2 separate regions of the Sus scrofa genome follow, and region 1 is linked to region 2. Evidence: chromatin contacts called from public HiChIP or PLAC-seq data. All regions are on one chromosome and are shown on one strand. Each heading gives the region's core, a stretch centred on a gene start, on an enhancer-like site or on the middle of the called end of the contact. The rest is flanking DNA. Distances are from core to core; before and after follow the strand shown. Region 1 holds the start of KCNJ11 (ATP-sensitive inward rectifier potassium channel 11). Region 2 has its middle 11 kb from the start of ABCC8.

What was found. HiChIP or PLAC-seq counts read pairs in DNA pulled down with a chosen protein or histone mark.
Region 1: a contact with region 2 is called in an H3K27ac HiChIP or PLAC-seq map of skeletal muscle. The contact joins the promoter of KCNJ11 here to the enhancer-like site in region 2. A contact is called at or near these places in 9 of 47 Hi-C or Micro-C datasets (alveolar macrophages, embryonic fibroblasts, fetal heart ventricle and 6 more) and 1 of 2 datasets of contacts at active chromatin or transcription factors (skeletal muscle).

Annotation. Positions count from the first base shown.
Region 1 is chr2:41,755,331-41,762,053 of Sscrofa11.1, reverse strand. KCNJ11 (ATP-sensitive inward rectifier potassium channel 11) reads right to left here and starts at 5,417. Exons shown (of 1, transcript XM_005661104.3): 1 at 1,714-5,417. The coding sequence starts at 4,010. The coding sequence ends at 2,844.
Region 2 is chr2:41,652,468-41,659,002 of Sscrofa11.1, reverse strand. No RefSeq gene overlaps it. Among named protein-coding and RNA genes, the nearest start is that of ABCC8, 11 kb to the left of the region's middle. Within about 2 kb of position 2,297, at least 1 of the 83 cell types and tissues checked has an H3K27ac peak or open chromatin away from gene starts, as enhancers often do. A contact at or near this core is called in skeletal muscle, where this site is marked.

The sequences.
Region 1 (6,723 bases), core at 4,168-6,667, 100 kb before region 2:
TGGGCTAACTCTAACTTCTCATCACTTCTTCTAAACCAGAAACAGGTCAGAAAGAAATCAGTGTTGAGGGTCTGTGGGTGCAGGAGGAGGCATCCTAGAGCTTTGGGCCAGCAGCTTCCTGGTCCTTCAGCCCTGCCTCTGGAGTAGCCAGGGACAAACTCTCACTGATACAGCCAATGCCCTCTGCAGGCCTCAAACTGTAGCATTGACCTTGGCTTGCTGTCCTGTATAGTGTCTATCCTTCATTCATTCATTCAGCACAGTACCTGACCTCAAAGAGCCATGGACTTGGGGATGGGGAGATAGACCCATAAACCTAGGCAAAAGCAGAATGCCCATAAGCCCAGAACAAGTGAAGGGACCATCACTTCCCAGAAGAATCAGGGAAGGCTTCAAGGAGGCATCATTTGGTCTGAATTTCTCTGGATTTCAACAAGCAGAGATGAGGCTTGGACAGTCCAGGCAGAGGGAGTAACATAAGCAAAAGCTCCAAGGTAGGAAGGACAAGGTTGTACGTAGGGAGGGGATCCTGAGACTGCCAGAGGGACGGGTGCTGGCACAGGGTCCTGGCCAGAGAACAGGAAGGGTGGGGAGCAGGCAAGGCCTGAGATGACTGGTTAGGGTCTAGCCTTGACCAGAAGGTGATAGGGAACTGCCAGAGGCACTTGCCATTGCGAGGTGGGTGGAGGGGAATGACATCTTTTAATAAGACCACTCTGGTGGCTACATGGAAGATGGACTGTGGAGGGTGAGATGGAGACGAGAAGCCCAGGTAACAGGTGCTGCCATAGCCCCTACATCAGGGTCTGAGCTTGGAGGGGACACTGTGTTAAGACAGGAAGAGAGACCCATCACCAGGGGACATATAACAGCACCTTCTCTCCATATTCTCTTGTCTCACCATGTGGCTGATTCCACAGCAGTCACGACAGTTAACTTTTATTGAGCGCTTGTTATCAATGAGACTCTGAAAGCACAGGCAGAGGCTTTTCACTTCCTCCCACAACAATTCTACGAGGTAGGGACTGTCAGTCTCCCCACTTTTTTCTTTCTTTTTTTTTAGGGCCACATTCATGGCATATGGAAGTTCCCAGGCTAGGGGTCAAATCAGAGCTACAGCTGCCAGCCTACACCACAGCCACATCAACATGGGGTCTGAACCTCATCTGCGACCTACACCACAGCTCACGGCAACACCGGATCCTTAACCCAATGAGTGAGGCCAGGGATCGAACCCGCATCCTCATGGATACTAGTTGGATTTGTTTCTGCTGCGCCACAATGAGAACTCCTAGTGTCCCTACTTTATAGATGTGGCACCTGGGGCACAGAGAAGTTATGGGACCAAGGTCTTAGAACTAGAGCCAGGATATCAACCCAAGCAGTTGTTTTGAGAGCTAACACTCCAATTGCCACACCAATGCGCATAACATCAGTGCCTCTCTCCTGGAGCCCCCCAGCTTTCCAGCAGCTTCCTGGGAGTGGAGGCAGGGCCCATGGCTATATGCCTGAGGGGTGCCCAGTTGAGATGGTCAGATAGGCTGGTAGGGTTGGGCTACTGGAGGCAGAAAGGGAACGTCTCTGACCTGAGGGAAGAGGGCCAGCCGAGGTTCCTTTCCTGGCCTCCCGGCTGGGGTCCATGGCACCTCTGAAACGTGGACTGGCCACAGTCGGCCCCTGCCCTCCCTGCCCACCAGCAAGAATAGCCCAGAGTTTAGGTCACGAAGGGGGAGGCTTTATTGACAACAGAGAAGTCAGAATTCTGGGCAAGTACACACAGCACTGCTCCAAGAGTCCGGCTTGGGGTCAAGCCCGTCAGGATCAAGGGCTTCTTTGCCTCAGGGACCTCGCCTACCCCCATCATCCTGAGCCTTCCGATGTCTCCTTTTTCAGCAACCCAAAGACCCTCCACGGCCACCCTCTGGACAATGTGGGTGGCAATCATGGGTGGGGAGCCAGGACCAGAATATGGTTGGAGGCTTGCCAAGTGTGGTGGGCCCAGGTCTCTCCTCTCTTTCAGCTTAGCATGCCAGGGTCTGCCCTGGCCCGCCCCAGTCTCCCAGGGTGGGGGACAGAATGGGAGCAGGCAGGTGCAGCAGCCTTAGCCCATCATACCCATTGAAGAAGCTGCGGGGACAGGGGCAAATGGCAGGGCACAGAGGCCCATCTCCTGTTCCCTGTGCCTGAGCAGAGCTCAGCAAGCTGAGCCTCCTGTGCCATTTCCTCCCTGCCTGAGGCTGCCCCATGGAAAGGAGCCCTGTCAGCCTCAGCCTGTCCCAGTGTAGGTGTCACATCTCCAAGACTCCAGCTGGCCTGTGCTCCCTCGTTGACTGCCCTCCCCAGCAGGCTGGACCCACCCTTTCATCCATCACTTTTTCAGGCAACAAGGAGGGCCGGGTCCTGACCACAGGCATCTCTTGGGGCTACGGACACAGCAGCAGGCCCCATATCTGGGGACTGTCCTTCCCCAGCCACCAGCTCAGCTTGCGGCCAGTTAGTCGTGGGGGCCCAGGACTAGATGGAGACTTGGCTGTAGGGTCTGACACTTCCCACAGATTCCCCCAGCCTGGGGCAGGGGGAAGGGGACAAGCCAGTCCTGAGTTGGGGCTGGGAGGAGCAGGGACAAAAATAACTCAGGACAGGCTCCCGCTGAGGCCAGAAATAGAATAGTGACAAGTGCCTTGCAACACCCTGGGCGAGCAGCAGGCGGGGAGGCTGAGCTGAGGAGGGCCCAGCCTCACACCAGGTCCCGGCCGGCCAAGGGGCCCACATCACGTCCGCTCTACATACCATGCCACACTGCCGTGAGCACACATGCGGAGGGGGGCCCAGGGGAGCAGGGCTCAGGACAGGGACTCTGGAGAGATGCTGAACTTGGGCTTGGCCTTGGTCACGGCCATGCTGCGCTTGCGCAGGGGCCCACGGGTGAGGGTCAGGACGTCCAGCAGGCTGGGGTCCTCATCGAGCTGGCGGGCCGAGCAGAGCGGTGTGGGCACCTTGATGGTGTTGCCGAACTTGGAGTAGTCCACGGTGTAGCGGCCGTCCTCCTCGGCCACGATGGGTACGAAGCGCTGGCCCCACAGGATCTCGTCGGCCAGGTAGGAGGTGCGGGCCTGGGTGGTGATGCCTGTGGTTTCCACCACTCCTTCCAGGATGACAATGATCTCAAGGTCCTGATGGTGGTGCAGGTCACAGGGTGCCAAGTCGTAGAGCGGGCTCTTGGCGTCAATGATGTGGTAGATGATGAGGGGAGCCACCAGGAAGATGTTATTGCCGCCCACACCGTTCTCCATGGGGATGTCCACCTGGTGGAGGGGTACCACCTCGCCCTCAGGGCTGGTGGTCTTGCGCACCACCTGCATGTGGATGGTGGCGCTGATGATCATGCTCTTGCGGAGGTCACCCACCCGCAGCATGAAGCAGAGGCGGCCGTGGCGCACGGCGATGACCGCATGCTTGCTGAAGATGAGGGTTTCCGCCCGCCGGTGGGCCTGCGCAGTCTTCATGAAGATGCAGCCGAGCATGATGGCGTTGATCATGAGCCCCACGATGTTCTGCACAATGAGGATCAGGATGGCCAGAGGGCACTCCTCGGTCACCATGCGCCCGCCAAAACCAATGGTCACCTGGACCTCGATGGAGAAAAGGAAGGCAGATGAGAAGGAGTGGATGCTGGTGACGCAGGGCACAGAGGCGCCCTCGCCTGGGGCCAGGTCACCGTGGGCGAAGGCGATGAGCCACCAGACCATGGCAAAGAGCAGCCAGCTGCACAGGAAGGACATGGTGAAGATGAGCAGCGTGTATGGCCACTTGAGGTCCACCAGCGTGGTGAATACGTCCTGCAGGAAACGGCCCTGCTCCCGAATGTTCTTGTGGGCCACATTGCAGTTGCCGTTCTTGGACACGAAGCGGGCCCTCCGCTCGCGGGCACGGTACCGGGGCTCTGTAGGGTCCTCTGCCAGCCGCGTCAGCACATACTCCTCGGGGATGATGCCCTTGCGGGACAGCATGGCTCCAGCGACCACCAGGGAGAGGCCTCCCCCATGGGGGAGGGGCAGCCCCCTGACAGAGCCTAGGACTTACTCTGGGGTTCCCTCCCTGGGACCACCCTCAGTCTGCACTGGCCTCACTTCTGAGATGCCTCCCCAACCAGACTCATTATCACCTCCACCTGATCCCTGCTTCACTTCATACCAGTCTCACACCTCAGCCCACCTGCCCACTGCCTAGCGTACCCCCACTCTGCCTGTTCCCCACCTGGCGCCGGGTCCCAGCTCAGCTCTCCTCCCCCGCAGCTAACTACCCCTGGGCGAATCCCTAGGACCCCTTCTCCCCTCCCTGCTTTCCTTCTCACCTCACCTACCCCACCTGAGAACAGCACGCCTCTGGATCTCACCAACTGACCAGACCTCACACAATCCCCACCGTGTCTCCCGCCTCACCCATTTCTGTCCCAGGCTCCCTTCCAAGCTCCAGTTTCATACCGTCTCATCTCCAGGGTTGTTCCCTCTTTCCTACCCCACCCCCCCGTAGCGCTCTCGCCGCTCTTCGGATCCCCCGCCAGCTCTCGTCCTCTCGGTCTCTTTGGGACCCTGAGCCCTCCAGAGTCACCACCCGACCCAGCTGCACTTCAGATCCCCTTGCCCCCAGCGCGACCTGGCGGGGCTCACTCCGAGCCGCGGCCTCCCGGCTCCTCGCCGGCCGCACGCACGCCGGCGCCGCGCTCCGTCCCTGCCCCGCCCGCCCGTCGCCGCGGCACCTGCTCCTGCTCCTCAAACCGCAGTTGTCGTCTCCCCGCCCCCTCCTGCCGCCCGAGCGCTCGTGGCGGGCCGTCCTCCCGTCCGAATGTCGGTCAGTCGGTCCGCGGAGACCGACCTGTGCTGGGTGGGATATAAGATTGAAGACACCGGGCGCCCGAGGCGTGGCGTAGGGGCCGGGGGCCGCCAGGGGGAGCCCAACCCATTCCTGGGCTGGAGGGCGGGCGGGCACAGGCGCAAGCCCCGCCTCCCGCCATTCACCTTCCCATCACCTTCCTTCTCCCGGCTCCCAGTCCGGCTTTGGGACTTTTCCCAATCAGATGGACCGAAGAAGGTCGTCCATCCCATACGCGAGGAAATTAGGGCGAGGCGAGGTGGGGCGGGGGCATGAGGAGAGTGGTGACCCGCCTACCCAGCCTTGGAAACGAAGCCCTGCCGCCTGCTCTCAGTTTTCCCTTCCTCAGTTGGGTCAACACCCGCCTGCACTTTGCGGGTTTCCAGCGAAAGGAGGTACTGAGGGGCTGTGTCACCAACCTGGTGACTGCGGATGATAGGGTGGCCCAAGGACTTCTCAACTGATCGCTTCTTTTCTTTGGAGATGCTCTTAATCTTTTCTGAGTTACGGATCCTTTGAGAATCTGATGAAAGCCACACATTAACCTCCCCAGAAAAAAAAAAAAAAAAAAAAAAAAGGACCTTAGTAAGTGTAGAAACAAAGTTTTAATACCCACTACTGAGAATACTGGATGCCGCAGCCCAGAAACCTGGGTAGTTGCATCTTCTGAATCATGACCCACACTTCCAATCCCACCCCTGTATTTTAAAGAGGCTTTGAGTCACTTGCTTTGCAATTCCTTACATCTGCAGCCAGATTCCTTCTACCTTAGGCTGGAGGCACCTGGGTTTGAGGGGCTGTGTTCAGGCTGGTTTAGGCACTGGGGGTCCCAGGCTCGGCCTGAACGGGAGTGGTGTTTCTACTTCAGGCATCAGCCTAGGGTTGTTCTGTGGCTTGGGCTCCCTCTACTACTTATGGTAAGTATGGTCTTGGGATAAATTACCAGAGATATAGTGCTTCAGGTGGGGAGGAGAAAACAGGTTGAGTAGGGAGCTCAAGGAGACAGAGTCACATAGGAAACTTCTGGGGTAACTACAGCTGTTCAGCCATCAGAAAAAGAATCTTGGAAAGCCTTCCCAGGGAGTTTGGGAAACCCCTGGGGTCCAAGGATGATGGACTGGTCGTTTTGTGTGGGCCAAAGTATAGAACCAGTGTAGACACCGAGTGGAACAGAAGTAGGCTTTGTTCTTACATATGAAAGAGTTAGTTCTAATGACCAGGGATGACTCACATCTGTGGGGTATCCAAATCAAAGCTGGCCAACCATCAGGGGTGCTATAGAGGGGTTGGTCTGAGATGGCCTTGGGCATCTCTGCAAGACTTCAGTGTGGGCCATGCCATGCCTCAGTGCCCATGCTTCTTCCCTTCAATCCCTTGGTGGGGGGAAGGAGGGTTGGTGGAATCCTCTTCTCCCTCCTCAGGCTCTGCTTCTTGGAGGCCCAACAGTGGAGGGGGCGGCTTGGCCCCCAGAGACATCTCCGAGCTAGAAAGGCTAGGACTTGCCTCACGGTGTGGCCTCAAGGCCTCAGCTGTTCCTTGCTTCACCCTTTCCTCCTAAAGCCCCCCACCTAAAGAGCTCAGCCTCCTCCTGCTCTGCTCCTCATACTCGTCTCCCCCCAACTCTCTACTTGTCAGGTTCATTGCTCTCTCGAAAACCTTCTCCAATTCCCCTTTGGGTGTAGTCTTGTCCTGGCATTCAAGACTCTCTGATCTTATTCCTCCTCCCACTGTGGGCCCTTCTTTCTATCTCTCTGCTTGTCTAATTCCCACCCTTCCCATGCCCAACCTAAATTCTGCCTCTCCCAGGCAGCCAGCCAGGCCTCACACAACTCTCCCTCCTGAGCTCCTCTG
Region 2 (6,535 bases), core at 1,048-3,547:
ATTGAACTCGCATCCTCATGGATACTAACCAGATTCATTTCTGCTGCACCACAATGGGAACTCCAGAATTTCCTTCTTTTTATGACTAATATTTCCTTGTACGTGTATGTGTGTGTGTGTGAATATACATTTTCTTTATTCATGCATCGATGGACACAGGGTGTTTCCATGTCTTGGCTATTATAAATAATGCTGCAACGCTTATTGATTTTAATAATTGATCAAGTTCCTACCTGAAACTTAAGTGGACAAGAACAACGTGCCAAGCCCTGTATTGCATTATCTAGCTTCAGCGTTATGGCCCTTTAAAGCAGGTGCTAAAATCATCACTACACAGGTGAGGATAAGGCAGACGGGAAACTCACTGGCCCAAGGTCCCCCAGCAAGTAGGTAGCAGAGTTCAGATTCCCACTTGGAACATCCTGCTGAGAAACAGGGGTGGGCTGGGTAGGAGGGGGTAAGCGAGGAAGGCCAAAGCGGGGTGGGAGCTTTCCAGTTGGAGGGAGGTGTCAGGTGGTGGTGGATGAGGACTTGCCTGGAAGCATATCTGCAGAGCAAGCCCAAGGTCCTTATTAGACTTGGCCACTTGGGTGCGCACCTGTGCAGAAGTACACAGCCAGTGTCTTGGTGCACTGGTGAAAACTGGGTATGCAGATGGGGGTAAGTGTGGACATGCCTGCCCCTGTGGTTCTGCCTGCCACCTTCTGTCTGGAGCCTGGGCAAAAACGCCTCTCCAATCAGGCATGTAGAAACCTGAGAGGGAGGGAAGGGAGGAGAGTTGGGGATGAGAAAGATAGAGGCATCCAGACAGAGACTCACGGCCACTACCTAACATTTACCTGCGAGAAGGAAACATGGCTGAAGCCTTTGCCCTGTGTAGAGTTAAAGTCTATTTTTAGTAAAATTCATACATTAAAAATTCAAATTGGTGAATATATGTAATTTTAAGCTTTTGAGTAGCCAGTGTGCCCTTGAGAAGATAATCATTTAATGATGTGGGTGCTCTGAGACTTGGGCAACAGACAGAGCCAGGAGATATTTTGTTAAGAAGAGCGAGCCTAATAGTTTAGACAGAAGCATTACCTTTTCCACTGGAGCTGGAGAAATCAAAACAAATTCCTCTGCTGGTCCAGCCCCCTCATGGTAGAGGGTGTTGTGGTGTTACTTGCTCCCCTAATTGGGAAAAATAACTTGGCTCAGTCAATGGGTGCTCCGATCTGTAACAGAGGCAATTAGCCCGTCCATTAGGGCATTGATTGGGTATCCACTGTGTGCCAGCTCGTTTCCCCTGTAACCCTGAAAACTGAGTGTTTTTTGTGACCTTAGGAAACTGAAGCCGGGGGAGGCTAAGGACGTGCCCTGACTCACAAGCCAGTGAGATGCATAGCCTGCATCGAAACCCAAGTTCGGCCAGCTCTGGATCCCTCAAAGTGGGATCCCTGGACCAAGAGCATCTCTTAGGAATTTGTTAGAAAGGCAGATTCTCTGGCCCACCCTGGACTTATAAAATCTGAAACTCTGGGGGATGGAGTTGAGAAATTTATTTTGACAAGTCCTCTGGATGATTCTGATGCAGGCAGAATTTGCCTCCTGATTGGGAATAATAGATTGTCCTACACTCTGGGGCTCACAGTCTGGTTGAGAAAACAAGGTAAATATACACTTTTTTTTTTTTTTTTTTTTTTTTTTTTGTCTTTTTGCCTTTTCTAGAGCCGCTCCTGAAGCATATGGAGGTTCCCAGGTCAGGGGTCTAATCAGAGCTGTAGCCGCCAGCCTATGCCAGAGCCACAGCAACGCAGGATCTGTAGGTCTGTGACCTATACCACAGCTCACGGTCACGCTGGATCCTTAACCCACTGAGCAAGGCCAGGGATTGAACCCGCAACCTCATGGTTCCCAGTCAGATTCATTAACCACTGAGCCATGATGGGAACTCCCACTTATTTTTTTTTTAAAAGGTGACTAGGCTTGGAGAGTTAGCCTTCTTGAAACTTTAGCGGAAAGGCAGCCTTGAGGGGTGGCCCAGCCTGTGCAGGGATAGAAGGGGAGGCTGTCTGGCCGGGGAGGACTCTCAGTGTGTGTAAAGGTGGGGAAGCTGGGAACAGACTTTCCTGATGCAGTGAGGGAAGTGATGAGTCTTGCTGGGATGAAGCACCCTGAGAGGGGTCGTGGGGACAATGGGAGACTGGATTACTACTGCTCTGGAATTTCCAGCTAAGGAGCTCCCCATGTAGACGCTGCTCACTGTTCATTTGATAATGCACATTTAAGAAGCACCTGTTGGGTGTGCCCAGCACCAAGGCTGTGGCAGCTAAAAATGGGTGCCCTGACCCCTGACTGGCTGCTTCTAAGCTTTCAGCCCTGGGCTCAAATGTCACTTCCTCGTGAAGCCTTCCCTGACCCACTTGCTAGATGAGCCACTTAAAGGTCCCGCCCTTTGGTCTCCCAGCACTTTGGCCAGTCCCTGTCACTGCCTCTGCTACCCAGTACCCTGAAGATTTATCTGCAGGTCTGTACCTGCTCACTGGGGGCTGAGACTGAGTCCTTTTTTTTTTTTTTTTTTTGGCTTTCTAGGGCCTCATCTGTGGCATATGGAGGTTCCCAGGCTAGAAGTCAGATTGTTGCTGCAGCTGCTGGCCTACACCACAGCCCCAGCAATGCCAGATCCCAGCTGTGTCTGTGACCTACACCACAGCTCATGGCAACGCTGGATTCATAACCCACTAAGCAAGGCCAGGGAGTGAATCTGCATCCTCATGGATACTAGTCAGGTTCATTACCGCTGAGCTACCCTGGGAACGCCATGACTGAGTCTTATGTAGTAGCTTTGGTTCTGGCAGAGAGTAGGTGCTCAAATCTCAGTATTTGTTACATGAATGAATGATTGGACAAATGAATGAACAAATCTGTCAGTAATAATGTATCCTTGAGGGCATAACAGCTATGTGCTTGCTCAGCTAAATGGAAAAATGATGTCTATAAACTGGATTTAATTTTCTCATTGACTATGTCATATCATGGAGGCGCACTTGGTTTTTAAGAGATTTTTCTTCGTTCACTTGTTGGTATATGTCTATAGAGCACACACTGTGTGAGAGGCACCTTACTAAGTACCAGAGACGCAGTGGTGAACACAGAGCCTGCACTGAGGGGGCTCACTCTTTAATCTTTTGGGAGTTCCCAACCCCTCACTATTAAAGTTTTTGGGATTTTTTTTTTTTTTTTTTTGTCTTTTTGCCATTTCTTGGGCTGCTCCCACGGCATATGGAGGTTCCCAGGCTAGGGGTCGAATCGGAGCTGTAGCCACCGGCCTACACCAGGGCCACAGCAACACGGGTTCCGAGTCGCGTCTGCGACCTACACCACAGGTCACAGCAACGCCGGATCCTTAATCCACTGAGCAAGGTCAGGGATCGAACCCACAACCTCATGGTTCCTGGTTGGATTCGTTAACCACTGAGCCACGACGGGAACTCGCAAAAATTGTGGGGGTTTTTTACAAAATAAATTTTATTGGAGTATAGTTAACTTAGAAAGTTGTGTTAGTTTCAGGTGTTCAGCACAGTGAACCAGTTATACATATACATCCATCCATTGCTTTTCAGATTCTGTTCCCACATGGGCTAGTACACAGTGGTGGGTAAATTACCCTGTGCTATACTGTAGGTCCGTGTTACCGATCTATTTTATATATGGTATGGTGTATATGCCAATAAATTATTGGGTTTTTTTTAATCTGTCACCCCTTTATAGAATGGATTTAACTTCTTTGGGGTCAGAGAGACTTCTGAAAATCTGATAAACGCTTTGGATCACTTCTCCAAAATGAGATTCAAATGCTGGGACTTGTAAACCCTCCCTAAATCCATCCGTGGACCCTGTGTTAGGAGCTGCAGGCCTGAGGTGGCTCCCAGGTGGGTGTCTGTTGAGCTGGGCTGAAGGTATGGAGACCTAGCAGGTGGAATTTTGCCCCATGGTATCTGTCAATGTAATGGGGTCTGAACAGTAGAGTCTGAGCTGACTCACTGGTCTCGGTATTGCCCTAGACGGATGAAGAGTCTGTCGCCAGAGTGGCCAGCTGTGTGGCACACAGGCAGAGAGGGAGAAACTCTGCTTGCTCTGAGGTGGCTGCCTCCATTTCTTGCTGTGAGTCTTGCTAAGAACCTCCATGTCTACCTACCTGTGACCAGTGGTGTTGTATTTCCCTTCTGCTGTGGGGAAATAAAACTTCCTTGGGGAGTTCCTGTTGTGGCTCAGTGGTTAACGAATCTGACGAGGAACCATGAGGTTGCGGGTTCGATCCCTGGCCTTTCTCAGTGGGTTAAGGATCTGGCATTGCCGTGAGCTGTGATGTAGGTTGCAGACGCAGCTCAGATCCTGCGTTGCTGTGGCTCGGGCGTAGGCCGGTGGCTACAGCTCCAATTCGACCCCTAGCCTGGGAATCTCCATATACAGTGGGTGCGGCCATAGAAAAGACAAAACAAACAAACAAAAACAAAACAAACAAACAAAAAACTTCCTTGGACTTCCCAGTGCTCCTGTAAACAAAAAAGCCCCAGCCTCCTGAGACTTGGAAATGTATAAGATATAAAGGGGGAATTTGGGGGACTTCCCCTTGTGGCTCAGTGGTAACCAACCCAACTAGTGTCTGGGAGGATATGGGTTTGATCCCTGGCTTTGCTCAGTGGTTAAGGATCCAGCGTTGCCATGAGCTGTGGTGTAGGTCGCAAACGCGGCTCGGATCCCATGTTGCTGTGGCTGTGGCATAGGCTGGCAGCTATAGCTCCAATTTGACCCCTGGCCTGGGAATTTCCATATGCCAGGTTGTGGCCCTAAAAGACCCAAAAAATTTTCTTTTCCTAGAAGCATTTTGCCCTTTATGTACTATGAGCATTAGATCTGTTGCCATTTATCTGAACAACTGGTCTTACCCAAAAGGATAACAAAATGTATCCAGCGATTGCACATATGGGCATATGCCCGAGATCATTGAAAGCTGAATCTTGAAGAGATATTTGTATACCATGTTCACAGCAGCGTTATTCACTATAGCCAAAGGTAGAAGCAGCCCAAGGGTCCCTTGAGAGGTGAATGAATAAGCAAAATGTGGTCTATCAATATAGTGGCACATCATTCAGCCTTAAAATCATGTACTACAACGTGAGGAAGTTATTCTAAGTGAAATAAGCCAGTCACAAAAAGACAAATACTATATGATTCCACTCATATGACATACTTAGAATAGTCAAATCCATAGAGGGGTCTTGGGGAACCAAGGTCCTTAGTGGACCCTGCTTTGTGCCTGCCCAGCTGTATTCCAAGTCCTCTGTAACAGCATTCCTATTTTCCCTTTGGAACCCACTCCTTCCCTTCACTCAGTCCATGATGGGACTACACAAGTGGACATGTGACCCAGACCCAATCAGGGAAGGCTTTACCCCCAAGTCAAGCTCATCAGAGTAAATCTTTGGGATTTGGATGGAACTATTAGGATAGAGGCATGCTTTTTCCACTGGGGTAGGATTACCTGGGTGAATATGTTTTAAATACTGGAGCCCATTTTGGCATCATGTAGGAAGAGCTCATCTGAAAATGAAACCAACCAGAGGAGGATGGAGCCAAGAGATGGTGTGATGGGTAATTTTATGTCAACTTGGCTGGACCACAGTACCTGGATATCCAGTCAAACACATTGGAAAGCTACTATAAAGGTATTTTTTTCAGATGAAATTAACCTTTAAATTAGATTAATAGACTTTGAGTAAAGAAGATTATTCTCCATAATGTGGGTGGGCCTCATCTAATCAGTTGAAGGCCATAAGAAAAAAAAAGACTAATGTCCCCTGAGGATAGAGGGAATTGTACCTAGTGATAACCTTCAGATTCAGCTGCATCATCAACTCTTCCCTGAGTTTCCAGCCTGCTAACCTACCCTGTAGCTTTCGGACCAACCAAACCCCATAATCATGGGAGGAAATTCCTCCCCCCACCCCAATCCCTGACAATTACAGATGGCCATAACATTTTCCCGATGTCATTGCTATAACACCTGGATCCAGCCAAACCTGACATCAAATACTCCTGGAATTTTCACTTAAGCAGTCATCTTGAATTGGTTGTCTGTCATGACCCAAAAAGGTCCATCTCAGGAGGGAGCAGGAACTTATTCTGAGTTCTGCTTCCATGCCAGGCCCATTGGTCCCCTTGTACAGTTGACCTGGGCCTGGAAGGATGCATAGAGGTTCACGAGGCATGAGGAGGACCGAGAAGAATGAGCATGTACAAAGGCACAGGGATGTGATGGAGCATGGAAAGCCCAGGAAGCAACATGTTCTGTGTGGCTGATGTGAAAGAAGAGATGGGCAAGAGACTCGGCTGGAGAAGTTGTCACAGGGTCTGGTGATGTAGGCTTCCACAACAGGCTGAGGAGTTTGGACTTTGCCCCGAAGGCGGCAAGGGAACCAGTGAAGAGTATGAAGCAGAGCAGCTACCTGACCTGTCAGGCTTTGGTTGGTTCACTCTGCCCTGTGATGGG